Linked DNA regions of Mus musculus: region 2 is linked to region 1. Evidence: chromatin contacts called from public Micro-C data. All regions are on one chromosome and are shown on one strand. Each heading gives the region's core, a stretch centred on a gene start, on an enhancer-like site or on the middle of the called end of the contact. The rest is flanking DNA. Distances are from core to core; before and after follow the strand shown. Region 1 holds the start of Tmem26 (transmembrane protein 26). Region 2 has its middle 28 kb from the start of Gm32931.

Region 1 (2,685 bases), core at 112-2,611:
GCATCGACAATCCTAGACATTTTTCAAAAGCAGAGACTTTAAGGTTCATATCAGCTTCAAAGCCCATTTTTTTTCCCACAGTGACAATGAAATATATAGCCTTTTGGCACTGTTGTTGAAGGGGGCTTCTCTGTTCCTGAACATAACAGCTAATGCAACAGCAAAGGGGGGGGTGGTTAGCGCGAGGCATAACTTTGCCCTGGATGGTAAGAGTGGGCATCAGTGGGTACTCTTTGCAAATGGCCAGGCAACCTTTGTGTTAGCCTTTCCACTTGCATTGGGTCTATAGAGGGAATTACAGCCGCCAGAGGAACCCAGAGAGTTTCCATGCTGAGGTTAAGACAAAACCCGCTACCTGCTGGTCCCTCCCCCAGTGTCTGTAGCACAAACCATGCCTGGTTCCCGAAGTAGGCTGCCAAGCTCCCAAGCCACCAAACCCAGACACCTGAAACTGGCTCCACACTGGAAGAGCTGGGGACGTTTGGGGTTGGAAGAAATTGGAAGTGGCTAAAACCTCAGGCGCAGCGAGGGGTATGGAGAGCGGAAGAGACTAAAAACCAAAGGTGCTGATGGTGGGGGGAGGGGCGGCACTGTGCGGCAGAGGCTTCAGGAGCGCTCAGCTCTTCATGGATCTCTGTTGCCCCACAAGGCATCCCGGTTCTTGCACGGACATCCATGACAGGCCCCTGGCTCGCACTCTAACTTAAGAAAGCAGGACACCCAGCAATCAGCTCCACTCCTCTAGCGTAGATGGTTTTAACTGATTAGCCAATTAAGTCCATCCGTCCGGGCTCCATCCTTCCCAGTGCTGCGCTGGGACCCAAGGTACCACTGGCATGCCTAAAAGATGCATCGGTATCCCATGTGCCGACCAAACTCCACGGAGAACCAAAGGGTGCCCAAATACCAGCAAGGAAACCACAAACACCCGAGACAAGGTTTTGGTTCCTCCTGCTAAGACCGTGATGAACAATGCCCGGGACCCTGTGCGCCCTCCCTTCCCAGGGCACTCTCACCATTTGTAGCCTCGTCCGCGCTTGAACTTGAGGGTGAGCACTGTCTCCAGGACCAGCAAGAGGTTGAGCAGGGCCAGCAGCCAGTAACGGTGCTCTTCCTTCACCCAGGTCACTCTCCAGACGGCGACCAGGGAATGCAACAGGAACAGCAGCCGGGTGACCAGGGCCTTGAGCAAGACCAGCCCCTCCATTCTGCCCTTGCGCTCTGCCAGACCGGCGCCTGCGCCCTACCGACCCCGTGGGCAGCACCCTGTGTCCACCTCAGCCCAGGAGTGGGACACCCCTGGGACTGTGATTGCCAGCCCGAGTTCTTGCTCACACTCCCGCGCAAGTCTCCAGTAGGACAGGAGAGCGCCGCTTGCCCCGCCCCTCCAACTTCCAGAGAACTCTTCAAAGACAGAATCCAAAGCCAGCTTCTCCTGGCTGCTGGGCTCTGCAGGCAACTGGGACTGCACCGCCCAGGCTCTCTCGGGGTTATTCTGCAGCACAGCCTATCCTCCTGCGGATGCTGGGGCCCAGCCTTCATTCCTGCCCTCTTTCCCACCCCCAGGACCCCAGGGAGTTCATAAGAATGCCCTCCACCCCACTCCAAGAAGGTAGAGGTGAGCTGATGGCCAAGGTGCGAAAGAGCTTTTTCTATCAGCCCTCACTTTTCTATTTTTTCTTTTTCCCCCCATCTAGATCATTCCCACATTCAGAGGAGCACAACAGGCCCTCGCGATGATTCGAAGCTGGGACTCAGGAGAACCAAAAGAATCTGCTGTCCAAGCAGTTTTAAAACTGACGTGGTGTTTTTTCTTTTCTTTTGTTTTTTTGGGGGTTTTCTAACCACCCCACCACCACCCCCCAACCCCCAGTTTGAAGAATTGAAACTTCCCCGGAACCACGGGTCAACTGACAGCCTGGCCTTCTCAACATCTCATTCAGAGCATGGGTAACTCTAGTGTACTTATTCTTAGCTGGTGGCTCCTGGTCCCCCCACCCCCACACTGGGAGGTGGAGGCAGGGGGATCGCTGTGAATTCAATGCCAGTCTGGGCTACTGTGCAAAACCATAACTCTTAAAAAAAAATTAAAGGAGGTTTGCAGCTTTAGCTTAGTCTTAGAGCTCTTATCCAGCATGGGGGAGGGGCGAGAGAGCTTGTGGGGAGGAGGAGGAAAAGGGGAGGTGATCCATATGAGTAGGTGAGGTACAGCTTTGGAGTTGAGAACTCTTTAGATGAAGACTTGTGACTTAGTTTTCCATCATCAGAGCCAAAGAAAGAACTGAAGTCAGGACTTCAAAGCCCCATGTGTTATTTTTGATTCTTTGTTTTCTGTCCTCCAGGCTTCTTGTTTTTATTTTATTATTATTATTATTATTATTATTATTATTGTTGTTATTAATTTTGCAGATTTTAAAAATTGGATTCAATATCTCAGTGAAATATATGTAGAAAAGCTATGTTTGTAAATTGAGAGGTTATATAGCTAGGAGAGACTATTATAAAAATCGTGAAGTGAACTAAGTTATTGAAATCTTGCCAGGTTTACCTAGGGTCTTCAAAGCTCTGTGCTGCTAATTCACTCTTTGTTTGGTTACAAAGAGCGTTTAGAAAGCTATAGTCCTAGCACTGTGAAGCAGGAGTACTCTCTTGTCCATACAAGTAACTGAAAGAAAAGTCTACAGG
Region 2 (2,685 bases), core at 63-2,562, 71 kb before region 1:
GGCATGAAAGCGTCCATGTTCCAGGCTTCCAAACAGCACAGACTGTCCTAACAACGCTTTTCATGACAGATAGGTCACCCACGAGAGGTCCTTTTTAACGCGAGACATTTTATCCTCCTCCCCACCAAAAAAAAATGTGATGAATTATTTTTCCAAAGCTGATAGTTTGTTTCAGAACATTCGTTTTCATGAAAGCCAATGTCACCTCAACACAGTAATGAATTCCTTTTGGAAGCCGCTCTGACTTCCCAAGGTCACCAATTGAGCTTTCACAGAGAGAAATTATGCCGGTTTGATTTGAGAAAGCCTGGGGAAGTTGAGGGGGAAGGAGAAGGCAAGAGTGGGGCAGATGCCAGAACTGAGGAACATCTCAGCAGAGTTGGATTAAGTTTCAACTTATGCAAATGAGGGTTGAGAAAGGAAGCCTCTGTTTCCCTTTGAGTGTACTGATGCGCAGACTCACCAGGAGGGTAACTTCAAGGGCTTATGCCCCCAGGGACCAGGCTGGGAGGGAAGCGGGCTTCTGTGTCATGGAAAGTCCCAAGATCTGTTCCAGAGCCCCACCCACTTCCTGCCACCTCCGTGTTTGTCTTCTGTGCTCTGGATGCTCTTAACTGTCCTACAAGTGTGGTAAAGGGTTCTAGCATGTGGAGGGAAAATTAGCTTTATTTCTTTTTCCACCTTCATTAAATTCAGAAAAGGGAGACAATCAAAAGAAAACGTTCTGACCTAATTAGTCCCAGTGCCGCAGAAACAATGGAAAGCGTTTTCTCTGAACAAATGTGCACGATTCAAACATTTCACTGGAAAGAGCCAGTCGAGCCTTGCTTCTCCATTTTTAAGGAGCATGGGAACATTCTGGAAGGTGGAAGCTGTTGATAGCAAAGTAGTTAACAGTTAAGAACATAGAGTGAGTCCACTTTGATCCTACCTATGGGAATAGTTGTCATCTGTGTGCCTGTGTGCGTGTGTGTGTGTCTGTGTATGCGCACGCGTGAGCGCTCATAATGTACATTAGTGTGCATTTGTGCATATGTGTATGGGTGTATGGAGCAGTGTGTCTGTGTGTGTGTGTGTGTGTGTGTGTGTGTGCGCGCGCGCACACACACACACACGCACATGCATGTGGTTGCTGGAGGTCAAAATCAGGTGCCTTTCTTGTTTGTTCTCTACCTTATATTTTGAGATAGGGTTTTTCACAGAACTTAGAGTTACCCTACCCAGCTAGGCTAACTAACTAACCAATGAGCTCCCAGGATCCACCTGTCTCCACCCCTGGTCCAAGCCTTGGGGTTTCAGGTGTGTAGGTTTGTTTCCTGCTTTTCTGTGAGGCTGGTATACAGACTCAGGTCTGTGCTTTCAGGGTACACTTCACTGACTGAGCAGTTACCTTGCTCCAGCGGTTGTCTCTTTTATGGGGTACACTTGGATGCAGTTATGAAAACAGCAGATGATCTTTGCTGGTGAGACTAAAGCCTAGAAAACCTCAAATCATAGAGAAGAAAACATTTAAAGTTGACTTCTGCTCACTCCTGCTTACTGATGGAACATAGCTGCTTCACAAAGCTGAAGATTCAGACTCAGTCAGAAGGCTCCATCTCATATAAAACTATTGTCCAATGTTCAATACAAACATACATCTATAGATAGATAGATAGATAGATAGATAGATAGATAGATAGATAGATAGATAGAACTTGCTTCCAAAGAGGTTGTAGAAAGAAAGTTAAAAATACGAAATTATTGTCTAAATCTCACATTGCAGTAGGTAAGACTATTTCAAGGACACAGGATGTGACAGTAAAAACTAAAGGTGCTTAATTTTGTTCTATTCTTCTAAATTGCCTTTGTAGAGAGGGCATTTTGATCTTGAATTTGCTCTTCACTGGGTTGTGACTGGGGTGGCTGTCTTTCTGCTACCCTTTTCTCGATTTTCCCGAAAGCTAAGGAAATACAGTACTGTAGTCTTAAGTTCAATACTTTGAGAGACCATGTCTCAATTTTTACCTGGGAAATAGAGTCTGTGATAATAAATCATTAGCGAGCTGCCCCTGATAGGATGTCAAAGCAGGATGCTCCAACAAAGAGCCCCTTTGAGGGATCTGTAGAAAAAAAAAAAAAGGAAGAAGACGTTATCACAATTGTTTTGCTTTGGCTTCTCCAAGAAGTTGGAGACACAAAATTTGTATTCTTTGGAAGACTGGTAGAAAGGAGCTTTTTTAAAATTAACTTTGGGAAGAGCCATGGGGCAAGAGCGATAGCTGCTCAAATATTTCCTGAACATTATCCCTTCGCAGGGACTGGAGCTTTGATGAATGTGGCTGTCACCCAGGAGATGGCACATGCCATATAATAAATGGATCCGCTCCTGAATCCTGCAGTCTACTATGGAAGTGCAGTGAACACAGAGCCCGCCACCATGTTGCTTTGGTGGGTGCTGCTTTACAAGCAGGAATAGGATTTTAAAATCCAGATTACAACTAGGGAATGGGTTGCACATGTTTAGGCTCAGGGTCAGGAGCTCGTCAGAGCCAGTGATGTATGGGAGCTCTGCCCAGTCCATGTTGAAAACTTGTCAAGAATCAAGGGGTGTGGGGGACTCAAAAACACTAACTGTTGCTTTTTCTGCAGTTGACTGCCAGGCAAAACTAACAGCATCCAGTGACTTGTTTCCTCATATCCAAG

What was found. A called contact is a pair of places that touch in the nucleus more often than the background predicts.
Region 2: a contact with region 1 is called in a Micro-C map of B cells, with 1.6 times the contacts expected there. The contact joins the enhancer-like site here to the promoter of Tmem26 in region 1. A contact is called at or near these places in 4 of 39 promoter capture datasets (the 3T3-L1 cell line, 3T3-L1-derived adipocytes and pre-B cells), 1 of 484 Hi-C or Micro-C datasets (B cells), 1 of 115 datasets of contacts at active chromatin or transcription factors (embryonic stem cells) and 2 of 9 other capture datasets (embryonic stem cells and liver).

Annotation. Positions count from the first base shown.
Region 1 is chr10:68,722,422-68,725,106 of GRCm38.p6, reverse strand. It overlaps Tmem26 (transmembrane protein 26), which reads right to left and starts at 1,361. Exons shown (of 6, transcript NM_177794.3): 1 at 1,017-1,361. The coding sequence starts at 1,207.
Region 2 is chr10:68,793,473-68,796,157 of GRCm38.p6, reverse strand. No RefSeq gene overlaps it. Among named protein-coding and RNA genes, the nearest start is that of Gm32931, 28 kb to the left of the region's middle. Within about 2 kb of position 1,312, at least 68 of the 459 cell types and tissues checked have an H3K27ac peak or open chromatin away from gene starts, as enhancers often do. A contact at or near this core is called in B cells and pre-B cells, where this site is marked.